Regions from separate parts of the Sus scrofa genome. Here regions 1 and 2 are each linked to region 3. A link is a contact called in public HiChIP or PLAC-seq data. All regions are on one chromosome and are shown on one strand. The core of a region is the stretch at or near the end of the contact, and the rest is flanking DNA. Distances in the headings are between cores, read along the strand shown.

Evidence for each region. HiChIP or PLAC-seq counts read pairs in DNA pulled down with a chosen protein or histone mark.
Region 1: a contact with region 3 is called in an H3K27ac HiChIP or PLAC-seq map of skeletal muscle. The contact joins the promoter of KLF2 here to the enhancer-like site in region 3. A contact is called at or near these places in 1 of 5 promoter capture datasets (liver), 19 of 47 Hi-C or Micro-C datasets (alveolar macrophages, blood, fetal heart ventricle and 8 more) and 2 of 2 datasets of contacts at active chromatin or transcription factors (alveolar macrophages and skeletal muscle).
Region 2: an H3K27ac HiChIP or PLAC-seq map of skeletal muscle shows a contact between it and region 3. The contact joins two enhancer-like sites. A contact is called at or near these places in 4 of 47 Hi-C or Micro-C datasets (embryonic fibroblasts, heart right ventricle and skeletal muscle) and 2 of 2 datasets of contacts at active chromatin or transcription factors (alveolar macrophages and skeletal muscle).

What each region holds. Positions count from the first base shown.
Region 1 is chr2:61,269,493-61,274,500 of Sscrofa11.1, forward strand. KLF2 (Kruppel like factor 2) reads right to left here and starts at 3,545. Exons shown (of 3, transcript NM_001134351.2): 1 at 3,377-3,545; 2 at 2,369-3,191; 3 at 1,241-1,869. The coding sequence starts at 3,451. The coding sequence ends at 1,694.
Region 2 is chr2:61,244,784-61,249,879 of Sscrofa11.1, forward strand. No RefSeq gene overlaps it. Among named protein-coding and RNA genes, the nearest start is that of KLF2, 26 kb to the right of the region's middle. Within about 2 kb of position 2,793, at least 7 of the 83 cell types and tissues checked have an H3K27ac peak or open chromatin away from gene starts, as enhancers often do. A contact at or near this core is called in skeletal muscle, where this site is marked.
Region 3 is chr2:61,343,756-61,348,126 of Sscrofa11.1, forward strand. No RefSeq gene overlaps it. Among named protein-coding and RNA genes, the nearest start is that of AP1M1, 40 kb to the right of the region's middle. Within about 2 kb of position 2,131, at least 16 of the 83 cell types and tissues checked have an H3K27ac peak or open chromatin away from gene starts, as enhancers often do. A contact at or near this core is called in alveolar macrophages, omental adipose tissue, retroperitoneal adipose tissue and 2 more, where this site is marked.

The DNA of each region.
Region 1 (5,008 bases), core at 2,295-4,794, 73 kb before region 3:
TTTCCAGGGCTGCTATCGTGGGGGAGGAAGGATGAAGAGAGGGAGGGAGGGAGGGAGGAAATCCCAGCCTCTGTTGCAACAGGGCCAGAGTGTTTTAAAACAGGCGCTGCTTACAAGCTATTTTCACTTTCTGGAAACAACTTGTGCAATTGTTGGTGGCCATGGTTACCCACCCAGGGCCCTAAGAAGGGGGAACCTGCTAGGGAAAATGTACCTCCGCCGCCAACTGAGGCGTTGGGGATGCTGTGCAGCACTCTTTCCTCCCTCATGAGGTAGATTTCTGGAGTGGCCACCTCCAGCCATCAAGGTGGGGGCTCTGATGATTCCTTCACACCAGAGCTCGTACAAGGGAGGGTCTTAGAACCCTCCAGAGCCTGCAACAGGTGGCTTGGTGCAGAAATCCCTCAATCCCCTCTAGTGGAGTTTGGGGACCCTCGGGAGGCAGACCAGCACCCTAAAACATCACAGCTACCTCTCTGGGCCTCCATTGTCTCATCTGGAAAAGAGCACTCACTACCCAATACCCTCAAATATGGATTTCATTTTTTTTTCTAACAAGATGGGGAACGCATCTTAAATTTTTTTCTTTTTTTTTTTTGCTAAAAGGCAAGACTAATGAAAGGCAAAGCAGGTCAGAAAATCAGCATTTTGCCCTTTCTGGAAAAAAAAAATAAAGAAGGCACACTCAAACATGGATTACATTTTTTTTCCCGAACAGGATGGGGAACTCATCTTAAAATTTTTTTTCTGCTCAAAGGCAAGTCTAATGAAAGGCAAAGCAGGTCAGAAAGTCAGCATTTTGCCCTTTCTGGAAAAAAAAAAATAAAGAAGGCACACTCAAAGTTTGGCTAAAACCTCAGAAGCTTCCAAAAGGAGGTAAGGCTTTTTTCAGCCCAGAGGAGGCCACGTCAGTGGGACCAGCACTTTCTCCAGCTCTGGAGAAAAGGAGGCAATTTATGGCTCAGGGAACAACCTTAAAATAACTCTCCCTCAGTCTTAAAATGCAGTGTTTCAATTTATAGAAAAACCCACAGGTTCCTGGCAGCTGGGGGCTGCAGCTGGCAACCCCAGATGCTGGCCAGGGCAGGACCCACTTCACCCTGCCTCTGCCAGGCTGCTCTCCATCAAAGCTGCCTGTCCTCCTCTCCCCCACCACCAGCCCCTCCCAAGTGTTCCAAACCTCCAGCTTCCAAGCAGCCAGACCAGTGCTGTGATTATTTTCAAAAGATGCAAAATTTTTTTTAATTAAAAAAAAAAACAGCAAAATCTTATAAAAACAAACCAGGCAGTCAAAATGCCCACCTGTCTTCCTATTTACAGTAAATACAATATCTGTCACAGTCACTATGTACAATATTATAAAAAATGTTGCACAGTACAAATTAAGGCTGTATTTTTCACAAGGCATCAAGCCTCGATCCTCTAGTGTAGACCCGGTGGGCTGGGGGAGGGAAGACGACACTTAATTATTGCACCATTTTGAAAACAAAATTCGTCAAGGAGGATCGTGGTCTTCTCCCACCGGGCCCTTCAGTCTCTGATGGGGTCCGGGCAGCGTCGTTTGGTGGCCACGCTGTGCCCGGCCCGGTCCTCTGGGCCCAATAAATACCAGTCACAGTTTGGAAGGGGGCCGTGCCCGGCGCGTGGGACCCGCCACGGCCGCGCGCGGGTGGGCGGGGTGGGGGTGTTCAGGCTACATGTGCCGCTTCATGTGCAGCGCCAGGTGGTCAGAGCGTGAGAAGGCACGGTCGCACAGATGGCATTGGAATGGCCGGTGGCCTGTGTGTTTGCGGTAGTGGCGCGTGAGTTCGTCGGATCGCGCAAACTTCCAGCCGCAGCCGTCCCAGTTGCAGTGGTAGGGCTTCTCGCCTGCAGGGAGCGGAAGAGAACGGGTCTCAGTTTCCCTCTAGCCTGTGGCTTAGGCACTCACCCAGATCAGTGGCGGCGGGAGCGATCAACCTACCCCTAACCCCACGCCTCTCTGACGTGCTCCTCACCCCCCGGCTACGTGTTGAACCTCTAGAGATCCTAGGCATCTATCTACTGATCCTCAACACGGCCCGCTCGCCAGTGTTTTCAGTCACGCCTCTAGCGGGATCCAAAGCATGCACTTTCTCCTGAACAGTCTGGGACACAACATCCCCCTAGGTTTCCTAAGCTTGCATCCTTGCCCAAAGTCCTGAGTCAAGCTCCCAGGAGTGTCCTAAGCGCGCGCCCCCTCCCCAGGCTCCGGAGCCACACCCCCAGGGGGGCTTTCTAAGACTGTGCCCCCTCCCCAACCGCTGGGCAACGCCCTCTGCAGGCTTCCTTAGTGAGTCCTCCCCTCAGCGCCCCCACCCGAGATTCCCAGCCTGCGCTAGCCACCCACCTGTATGCGTGCGCAGGTGCGCCTTGAGGTGCGAGCTCTTTGTGTAGGTCTTGCCGCAGCCCGCGTAGCTGCAGGTATGCGTGGCGGTGCGCTTGCGCGGCCAGGAGCGGCGGCCGCGCTTGGGCTTGGCCTCTAGTAGCTCCAGCGGAGACGCCGGCGGCGTGAGGAGACCTCGGGAGGCGGGCGGCGCCAAGCCCAGCGCTGCTGCTGCGGCGGCAGCGGCCGGGTCGTCAAAGATACCGAAGGCGGCGGGCGCGGGCGGCGCGTAATGTATGCCCGGCCCGGGCGCGCCAAAGCCCGGGCTGCCGAAAGGCGGCGGGAAGGGCGCGCGCGGGCCGGGCGCAGGCAGGCGCGCGGGGCCGTCGGGGCTGAGCGGTGGCGTGTCGGGCGGTGGCGGGGGGCGACCCCCAGGGCCTCGCATACACGCGGCTGCTGGTCCCGGGGCGCCCTCGCGCTTGAGGCCCCGTGGCCCGCGGGCTATGCCGGGCGCGCAGCCGTAGCCGCCGCCGCCGTCTGCCTCGGGGGGCTCGGCCTTAACCAGGCGGCCCGGCGGCGCTAGCAGAAAGCGACCGTGCAGCGCGGGCCCCGGCGGCACGTCCAGCTCTGGCCGTAGCAACTCCGACACCAAGCCACCCGAGGGGGCACCGTAGGGCGGCGGTGCGCCGGGCTCCGGGTAGTAGAACGCAGGCGGCGGGGGCGGGGGCGGCGGCTCCGGGGCGGCCTCCGCGCCCAGGCCGTCCAGCCCCATGGACAGGATGAAGTCCAGCACGCTGTTGAGGTCGTCGTCGGTGCCGCCTGTCTCAGGCTCTGCGCGCGGCCAGCGCTGCGGGTGACAGGGCGATAGGGTGCAGGCGTGAGCGCGCGGTGGGGCGGGGGATCGCTGCCCGCTACTTAGGTTCTACTACCCCGAGCCCGCTGTCCCGGCCGCCTGCGTTCTACTACCCCGCAGCCCACGTTCTACTACCCTGAGCCAGCTGCCCCCGCCGTCCCAATCCCTGCCGCCCTCACCTCCTGCAGGCCGCGCTCCCGGCACGGGCTGGCGAAAGTGGAGAAGGACGGCAGGATGGGCTCGCTCAGCGCCATGGCTGGGACCCGGGGTCGACGCAAATTCGGGACACCGGTGAGTGGCTGCCCGGAGCCGGGCTGGTCGGGGCGCGGGCGGGCGGGGACGGCTCTGCGGGCCGCGGCCGGGCCCGCCCAAGCCTTATAGGAGCGGCGCGCGCGGGGGCCGGGCCTCGGCGGCGGCGGCGGAAACGCGTCCCGGATGGGGACGAGCTCCGGGCGCAGCCTAAATTTAGCCGCGGTATATAAGCCGGCGGGCGGCGGCGGCCGTGGCCACTGAGGCCGCCAGGGCCCTGCGCCGCTGGTCCGGCCCCTCGTGCGCCGCCAGGCCGCGCCCCCAGCCCAGTCCCGCCCCCGCCCGTCTCCTCGGCGACGGCGTCAACACACACTCCACAACAGCAGCGTGACGCTCAGGGATCCCCGGGGCGCCCCGTGGGCTCCCGCCTGCGCAAGGACAGGGAGGACCTGGAGCGGGGGCGGCATCCGGGACCCGGGACTTTGAGCGGAACCCAGGGGCCCGGGGCCTCGCGGGAACCCTTCTGGATGGGGAGTTGGACCCCTCAGCCACAGAAGGGCCCCCAGAATCCTAGATGGAGAGGAAGACTGAGTCCCGAGAATTCAGGGTGGGAGTCCCCGGACCCATGGTGGATGGAGACTCTGCTTCTCATTTTCTGGGGACCCACTAAGCCTGATCCACTGTTACACCCACCATTCAGTCAAAAACCTTGCATGATGACAGCAAGAAATGTTAAGTCTTTGAGACACTCTCCCTTGAGGAGGCCCTTCAGAGCGGGGAAACTGAGGCTCAGGAGGCGCTGGCAGAGGCTTGAGGTTCTGTATCTGCCATCAGGCCTGGTGCTTTATTGACTCGACTTCAAATCTCACAACACAGATCCAGCACCAGAGGGACCACAGGGAACAAGCCTCCCCTATGAGCATCTTAAACAATCCCCCCATCCCCTCCCACACACCACGAACAAACGGGGATGGGTGGGTGGGTCAGGCTGGCGGGGGTGGGGTGGGGGCTGCCTGCTAGCAAGGGACTGGCACTCCTGTTGTTCCTGTGTCCTGACCCTGTGTGGGCACTGGGAACACATTTGCCGACAGTCAGACAAATCCCCCTGCCTTGGGATTTTCACAGTTGAGGGTGGGGGGATGGCAGAGATGTAAAATACACAAGTTTATTGGGGAAAGGGGCCTTTTGGAAAAATAAAGCAGCAGAGGGAGATGGGTAATGAGGGGGAAGAGAGAATGGTGGAATTTTGAACCTCACCCAGGAGATGTGTGAGTCAAGACCTAGGGAAGAGGAGAGCCAAGTGGGTTTCAGAGGGAGAGCATCTCATGGTGTAACCTGGAACCAGCACCCAGCCTTGGTCTCTTGATTCCAGAACCTTGATTCCAGAATTCAGGCCCAGAGGGTCCATGGCCAGGTGGTGAGGGGTGCAGGCAGCTCCTGGCCTGGGGACAGCAGGGTTTTGTCCCTGACAGCAGCTGGACCCCCACAGCACAGAGCCACTGCAAGAGGTCACCTTGGCATCACACAGGCACCAAGACACCCCTTTGGGGTCCACGATCCTG
Region 2 (5,096 bases), core at 1,543-4,042, 98 kb before region 3:
CTCAGGCTGGTACATTCATTATAATGAAGGAACCCAATATCGAGACCTTATTAACTAAAGTCCACCTTTATCCACATCTCCTCAGTTTTTTCCTTCTTGCCTTTTTCCTGTCCCAGGGTACCATTTGACATTTGGTTGTCATGTCTCCTTAGGTGCCTCTGGACTGAGACAGTTTCTCAGGATTTCCTTGCTTTTGATAGTTTTGAGGAAAAGTGGTCAACTTGTCTGTTGCCGCCAGTTGGGATCGGCCCATGTTTTTCTCATGGTTTAGTCTAGGGGAGGGGTTTAGGGAGGACCTCAGAGGCGAAACATCCTTCACGTTGTATCAAGAGTCTATGTCATCAATAGGATTCATCACCCCTGATGTTGACCTTCATCGCCTGGGGAGAGATTAATGTTTGACAGCTTTTCAGACCCAGGTACTGGGTCTACACAGTCTTGCCCCAGGGCGATACTCCGTGAGATTAAAAGTAAACTGTAGGAGTTCCCATTTTGGCTCAGCAGGTTAAGAACCCAACATGGTGTCCATGATGATGCAGGTTCCATCCCTGGTCTCACTCAGTGGGTTAAGGATCCCGTGTCGCTGAAAAACGTGGTGTGGGTCACAGGTGTGGCTCGGATCTGTGGTGTAGGCCAGCAGCTGCAGCTTTGATTCGGGACTCCTAGCCTGGGAACTTCCATATGCGGCGGGTGTGGCCTTGAAAAGAAAAGAAAAAAGAGGCGTTTCCGTCGTGGCTCAGTGGTTAACGAACCCAACTAACATCCACGAGGACGAGGGTTCCATCCCTGGACTCATTCAGTGGGTTAAGGATCTGGCGTTGCCATAAACTGTGGTGTAGGTCACAGGTGCACTTGTGACATATGACGGGGGCTACAACTCCTAGCCTGGGAACCTCCATATGCCAAGGGTGTGGCCCTGAAAAGACAAAAAGACTAAAAAAAAAAAAGAAAGAAAGTAAACTGTAAATTGGGGTTTTACGACAGATTTAGGGGGATATAGAGATCAACCAGGACAGTCCGAGCCCTTGGTCATGCCCCTGTGGTCCTGGAGGGGATGGGATTCCTTGGTGCCTATAGAGAGGCCTTGCCTCTGTCAGCAGCAGTGACCTGGGTCTGGGACCCAGGGCCTCATGCAAGGCTTGTGGGCTTCCAAACCTCTGAGGTGCCCCAATCCTCTCTGGAAGAGCAAGCAACTTCCAGAATGGGGCCTGAGGTGACCCCTAAGCTTTCCTCTTCCTGCAGTGGAGCCATCAGAATAAATCTGAAAGTCCCATGCCTCGAGCCCCAACCATCGTATCCCTTTGGGGAAGGGTCGCCTCTCTTTGAGATGGTCGCAGGCCCCCATTTGAACATGAGATCCACACTCTGCACTTGGTGAAAAACACCTGGTTTTCAGAGCATTCGACATCGGGCATTTTTTTCTAACCTCCAAGAAACCTTGTATGTGAGGAGGGTGGGATGCTAGCCCATTCTCCTGATGGGAAAACAGACTCAATGTTTGCAGTCATTTATTTGCCCCCAGCCCCAAAGCCAGCCAGTGGCGGTGGCTCAGTGTTTTGCTGATCTTAAAAAAGATATATTTCTTGGAGTTACTCTGTGGCTCAGTGGATTAAAGGCCTAGCATCGTCACTGCTCTGGCTCAAGTCACTGCTCTGGTAAAGGTTTGATCCCTGGCCTGGGAACTTCCACATGCCATGGGAGCAGCCAAAAAGAAAAAAAAAAAAGATGTGTTCCTTTCTCCTCACCCTTTTTTTCTTTTCTTTTTCTTTTTTGGCTGCCCCTTGCCATATGGATTTCCTGAGCCAGGGATCAGATCTGAGCCACAATTTCGACCAATGTCAGACCCTTTAACCCACTGTGCCCCCCTTGTGCCACAGGAGGACCTCCAAGATGTGTTTCTTGTTGCCTGCTGCTTCATTATATATCCATTGTACCTAGAAGAGGTACAGAAATTGTCTCTTTACACCTTAGAAATTGATGGCCATGCTTTGAATTCGGAGTTCTCACCCAGAGGGATGAAATGGCCTTTGGGGAACCTGTGAGCCCCCAGAATGCACATTTGTGTATCTTTTGTTTTGGGGGAGGATGTCCATGACCTTTTAATCTAATCCTTAGAGGTTCGCAGACACCACACCCCAAAGCTTATGAGCTAGTTTTTGTTCATTTGTTTGTTTTGTGTTTTGGGGGGCTGCACCTGTGGCAATGGAAGTTCCCGGGCTAGGGGTCTAATCAGAGCTGCCACACCACAGCCACAGCAATAGCAATGCCAGACCTGAGCCGTGTCTGGGACCTACACAGCAGCTTACAGCAATACTGTTTCCTTAACCCACTGAGCGAGGCCGGGGATCAAACCTGCATCCTCATGGATGTTAGGTTCTTAGCCTGCTGAGCCATAATAGGAATTCCATGAAGCAGTTTTAAATCCTGTTTCCTTCTTCCCCAGCCTCAAACAAACACACACACACACACACACACACACACACACACACACACACTCACACACACGGATTCTCCTGCCTCTTCCTTGGCAGGGAACACTCACACCCTTTCCTGAAAAACAGAGTATCCAAAAAAATGCATTGCAAAAATCTGCAAATGTAATAGCAGCAAGCAGAGGACACTAAACCCCCACACTCCCATCACCCAGTATCACTCTCCTCCAGATTTTGCCACCCTTGCTTTACCCATCCCTTTCTTCCTCTCCTTCTCTTTGCGGAGGTGCTTTAAAGCAATTCAGTGATGATGTCACTTCACCCTTCCACAGTCAAGTGCATTCAGCTAAGACATGTGGGACCTTCTCATATAACCACCAGGCCATGGTCACACCTAACAAAATTGAGTCACACCCTCCCAGCATCAGTCACATCTTTCCCATGAGAAGCAACTTGTGATTTTGCAACCTCATCAACTTACTGCTCTGGTGCTTGGAAGTCTATGTCCCCTTAAGGTGAAGCCCCCTGGCTCCACAAGTGGCAGCTGTTTCCCAACCCCCTCATGGTCCAATGACCCAGATCCAGCTGCAGTTGGACCAGAACCCAAGGGTCTGGGATACCTGATCTGAGCGGCATTATGCAAAAGAATGATTGATAATCTGAGACTGGCTCCAACTAAATGAAATCATGTCTTCAAAGCCACTTTTATTTAAAAGGACATTCTAGTTCTGAAACAGTGGTGGCAAGCTATTTTTAAAACAGGAAGCATCTGAGAAACAAAGAACCTGCCTCTTGGAATAATGGAGTAAATATTTCTGCCCCCTTATCAGATCTGGTGTCTTTGAAACATCTTTTTTTTTTTTTTTTTCCAAAAATTTTCCCCAGTAAAAGTGACCAGGAGCTGTACAAATTGTATCATGAGCTGTTGTTGGAAAAACATAAAGGGAAATGGAAATGTGATCCTTATCTTGAATCTATTCCAAAGAAATTACGTGATGTGGGCTTGCGTGGTTGGACTTGTGTTTATGTTTTGTGGGTCTTTAAATATCGTGCTTTGATTTACTTTCTGGTGGCCATGCTGTGTGTGCTCTGTTGGGTGACCTTGGGCCTTCTACCTAAACGCTCTGGGTCTCAGTTTCCTCATTTGGCTGAGGAGGTTGGAATGTTCCAATGAAGACATTTCCAGCTTGAAAGTGCTTAAGATTCATGTTCAAATCTCTAGAAAAGCACTTGTTTTAGGCTTTTAGGTGACATAAAAGAAGAAAATGGAATACATGGCATCCTGCTGTCCTCATTTTTACTGAAAATATTTTGTCCATATGTAGACAACAATATTGTATTGTAATCATCAAACTTGCCAAGAGACTGGAACTTAATTATTCCCACCACTAAAAAGACATGCTAGGAGTTCTCTTGTGGTGCATCAGGTTAAGGATCTGGGATTGTCACTGCTGTGGTGTGGGTTCCATCCCTGGCCCAGGCCCCCTCCCACAAAAAAAGAAATGTGAGTGATGGAAGTGCCGATTGCTACTATGGCAATCATATCAGAAATGTATCAAATTAACCTGTTACACAACTTACATTTACCCAATGTTAAGTGTCAAATGTATTTCAAAAAATTTTTAAATATTTTCTATGCACAAAAAATTTTGTAATATACCATCAAAGATGTCATTCAAAACAGAAAGGGTAAGCAACTGACTGAAATAAAGCATTTGCAATGCCTATATCTGACAAAGGATTTGTAGTCAGACTATATAAACCACTCCTACAAACAACTGCATATAAAAAAGGGGCAAAGGGAGTTCCCGTTGTGGCTCAGCAGTAATGAACTCGACTAGCATCCAATGAGGACGCAGGTTCCAGCCCTGGCCTCGCTCAGTGGGTTAAAGATTCTGCATTGCTGTGAGCTGTGGTGTAGATCACAGACAAAGCTTGGATCTGGTGTTGCTATGGCTGTGGTATAGGCTGGCAGCTGCGGTTTCGATTCGACCCCTAGCCTGTGAACTTCTATATGCCATAGGTGTGGCCCTAAAAAAAGAGAGGGGGCAAAGATTTAAAAAGACATTTCACAAAGGAAGACGTCCATAGGGCAAATAAACTTAACTGCTCACCAGTAATAGTGATTTAGGAAATGCAAACTAAAGCCACATGAAATATTATGTAGGTGATTTCAATTTAAAAGATTGACAACTTTAAATATTGATGAGAATGTAAAACAACCAGGAATTTCATACACTGCTGGTGGGAGTAGAGGAAAAAGATATTTTTCAATATTTTCCCAATCCTGATAACCATTTGATAGCTAAGGAAGAAATATTAATTTAAATAACACTAGTTTAATATGATATAATATAGTAGAGTATAATATAATATCATGTAATATAATATATAAACAATATAAATCAATAATTCTATCAATAGAAATACTATTTATATGTATCATTTTTAGTTTTTAATAGAACTGTTTTATTTATTTTATTAAAGTACAGTTGATTCAAAATGTTCTGCCAATTGCTGCTGTACAGCATAGTGACCCAATCATACATACATACATATATATATATATATGCATACATTCCCTTTCTTATATTATCTTCCACCATGTTCTATCCCAAGAGACCGGATACAGATCCTGTGTTGTACAGCAGGGCCTCATTGCTT
Region 3 (4,371 bases), core at 881-3,380:
ATGTATGCATGTATAGCACACATATTTTAAGTTACAGGAAATAACTAAAGAGAATAAAATTTTCTAGGAAATAAAGTTTATTTTGGCAGATGGTATTAAAGTTGTCTACCGTCGTAACTCAACATCCTTAATTTGGTATAAATGTGATACATTTTCTTGTCTTCCTGGGTCCTTGTTAGGTCAACATACCTACTGCTTTATCAAACTGATATGCTAAAATTAAACATTACTCACTTTACGTACATGCTGATTCTATTCTTTTTTAATTTTATTTTTTTTAGTTTTGTCTTTTCTAGGGCCGCACCCACGGCATTAGGACGTTCCCAGGCTAGCGGTCTAATTTGAGCTGTAGCTGCTGACCTACGCCAGAGCCACAGCAATGCAGGATCTGAGCTGCATCTTCGACCTATACCACAGCTCATGACAATGCAGGATCCTTAACCCACTGAGCAAGGCCAGGGATTGAACCCGCAACCTCACTTACATGCTGACTCTAAAAGGGGGTTCTCACTGACTCTTTCCAGCTCCATCGTGGAAAGAGTCAGGCTCTGGTGGCTGAGACTCGATGGCAGAGGGTCTGATGGGAGCTGCAGGGGAAGGACTGGGGTCAAAGATGAGTCTCAAGATTCCAGCTAGGTCTCGGGGTGGCTGGACTTGCCTCTGTTTGCCCTCTGGCTTCAGGGTGGTTGTCCACACCCTCCCTGGCCTGAGAGAGGCCAAGATGCCTGAGGACACCAGTATCTCAAGACTGTTCACCTGGAGGGACCCAGCCCCTGCCTCACTGGCTTAGGTTTTGGGCTTTGGTACACAACACAGGAAGGACCAGTGGGGCGATAGATCAGGAAACTGTTGGTTTAGATCTCCTCTTTCATGTTTTTTCAATAAATGTGAGCCAAATATGGAACTCTGCTTAATAAATCAGTGCTGCCTCTGTGGGGCCTGAGCCACTTCGGTCTCCTGGTTGGAGGATTCAAAAATGTGTGGCCAAGGGACTCAAACAAATACATGCACATGAATATTCACAACTGCATTTTCACAGTAGCCAGAGAGTGGAAACAAACCAAATGCCCATTGATGGGTGAAAAATAAACAAAATGTGGTCCGTTGGGTTCAAGGAAATATTACTCAGCCATAAAAAGGAATGAAGCCTGACACACGCTACAATGTGGATGAACCTCAAATCTGTCACACTGAGTGAAAGCAGCCAGACACCAAAGGCCACATAGTGCACGATCCCATTTACATGAAATGTTCAGAACAGACAAATCTATTGAGACGAAAGCTGACTGGGGGTTGCAGGAGCTGGGGAGGGGGAGGGGGATGGGGGATGGGAAGGGACTACTTGTGGGAGCAGTTTCCTTTTGAGGTGATGAAAATGATCTACAATTAGATGCTGCTGCTGGTGGCACAACTTTGTAAAAGCCCCAAATACTCCTGAATTGTTCACTTTAAAATTGTTCATTTTATGTCTTGTGCATTTCACTTCCATTAGAAAAAAAAGATTTTTAAACTGCCTGGCAGTGTCCTGGGGCTGGTTTCTGGGTGGTTTTAAATTTTTAAATGGTGACCCTTGGGCTATCTGTCTTCTGATTTTCTTGGCTGAGGGTGGAACTGACTCCCCTGTTACGCAGTCAGTGCCCTCAGTAGAAAAACCTGCTGCTGGAGCCAGGGTGGCAGTGGTCCTGCCCCTGCTGTACTGATGTCCGTGCCTTCACTGATGCCTGAGTGATTTCACTCTGCCAGCCTGCTGGACCCATGCTCCCCAGCCCCGAGTCCCCTCACAGAATCCTCCCTGAGAGGCAAAGGCCATTGCAAGCCCATTTCCCAGATGATAGATTAAGGCTCAGAGGCGCTTGGTCACCCAGCCGGCAAGCAGCCAAGCTCTTGTCGCACTCAGGTCCGGCTGGCTCCAGCACTGTGCGCTCAGTGCCTCCCAGGTCCTCTCTGTTGGGTCTAGGATCCTCCCTCCCCTAGCAATTGTCTGATGGGGGGCTGCCATGTGACCACACGCCTCCACACACACCCACTCACGTGGCTGGGCCTCTGCCTCCCTCCCCCGGGGCCTTCTGGGAAGCCGTGCCAGGTGCAACCTGTTTCTCTTGGAAGGGAGCAGAGCCAGGAGTGGGATGGGAAATGCTCTCAGCATCCGAGAGCAGGCAGGGTGGGGGACGGGTTGTTCAGGAACTGCTGAGGGGCTAGGAACATTCTGGGCTTCGCAGGGAGGGGAACAGCCCGTGGTTTGGGAGCTGGGACCAGCCAGCCCCTGCTGGGTGACACCAAGCACATCACTCCTGCTCTCCAACCTCAGTTTTCTTGTATAAAATGGGTTTTATAACAGTCACTGCCTCTCAGGGCAGATCTGAGAGATGGACAAGACAGTAAAGGGGTTCAGCTGAGGAGGGAACCCTGCTTGGCAGGCAGAAGTTGGGAGAGGATGGGCTATTTGGGTCCTGGATGGGATGACTGAGAAACACTCTGTGTTTAAAAACAAACAGCCAAGAGGACGGCAGTTCCGCAAAAAATTGAAAATAGAATTGCGACAGATGAATGGAGAAAAAATGTGGTACATATGTACGATGGAATATTATCGAGCCTTTAAAAGGAAAGGAATTCTGACACCTGCCACGGCAGGGATAAACCTGGAGGACGTTACGCTGAGTGAAAGAAGTTGGTCACAAAAGGACATTAGACTGTATGATCCTATTTATGTGACGTCCTTAGGTCAAATTCATAGAGACGGGAAGTAGAATGGGGGTGGCTGGGGAAGGAGGGAAATGGGGAGTTAGTGTTCAATGGGGACAGAGTTTCAATTTTGCAAGATGAAAAAGTCCTGAGTATGGATGGTAGTGATGGTTGCACAACAGTGTGAAAATGCACTTAAGGCCACTGAGCTATATATATATATATGTATGTATATATATATGTGTGTGTGTGTATATATATATGTATATATGTGTGTATATATATGTATATACGTGTGTGTGTGTGTATATATATATATATATATATATATATATATATATATATATTTTAAAACTTTATGACCACACCCACAGCAAGTTCCCAGGCCAGGGATTGAATCTGAGCCACAGTCTTGACCTACAATGCTGCTGTGGCAATACTGGCTCCTTTAACCCACTGCACCAGGCTGGGGATTGAACCAGCACCGCCACAGAGACAAACCAGATTATTAACCCACTGTGCCACAGTGGGAACCCCTGAACTATATTCTTTATAATGGCTAAGATGGTGAATTTTAAGTTATGCGTATTTTGCCACAATTAAAAAAAAAAACAAACACCAAGAGGCCAACAGCCCAGTGAGCTCTCCTGTTGGAGCTGCTCTGGGCTCAGATTGTACTACGGGAATTTAGAAAGTCTGTCCCTCTGACTAGAGGAACCCCCACTTGTCTGCCTGCCAAGCTCCAGTTCATTCTACAAAACCCAGGTCTAATGTCCCCTCCTCCAAGCAGCCCTCCCAGATTTCCCAGGTAGATCCTAGCTCTGCCATTAGGTCCCCCAGCCTTTCCCTGGCTCATTCCTGATCCATCTGAGATGAGGTATCTGTGTCCGGCTCAGTCAAGGGGTGAGGCTGAGCAGAGAATTTGAGGAATGGGGAGCCCGGCTCTGACGGTGGGAGAGTGTGGGGGCAGCAGCTTAGGGGACCAACACCGGGGGACCAACACCGGTTGCTCAGTAGGCATTGTTGACTGCTCCTCCCACGCTTGCTGTGTGCCCGGAGGATCTCCTCAGTGTGGACACACAGTATGTGGTTGGGACTAGACAGGGCTGAGAGGCAGAGAGGGACTTTTGACTCTGGTTTAGCGACACCGGAGCTTGACCTGGCCCTGTGCGGCAGGGGTAGGGGGGTCCCTGGGGCAGAGGGAAGGGCAGAAAGGATTGTCCCTCAAGGCTGGGCGGCAGAGGGTGCCAGTGTGTCTGTGCACTGCAGGCGTGAGTTGTATGTGTGTATTTTTCTGTGTTGTATGTGTGCCTTTCTGTGTGTCTGTGTTGTAGGCGTGTCTGTATGGCTGTTGTGTGCTTTATGTGTGTATCTGATGTTGGATGTATCTCTGTGTGTGATGCACCCGTGTGTGTGTATGTGTGTGTGTGTTTGTGTACGTGTGTATGTGGCATTTTTTAAGGAACTGAATCCCTTACTTGGATGTGTCTGCTGCCTGCCAGAGGGTGTGCAAGGTCTTCCAGGCTGTCTGCACCCCCATTACCTCCCTACCCTACAGCCCTGGGTCCCTCAGCCTTCTCTGCTCTCTGGCTACCAAGGGAAGATGTGAAAACCTAAGCCTCTCTGGGGCTCCCCATTCCCTTCTGGGGTGGCAGGTGTGATTTGCTCCTCATCTTTGTTCTCCCCACC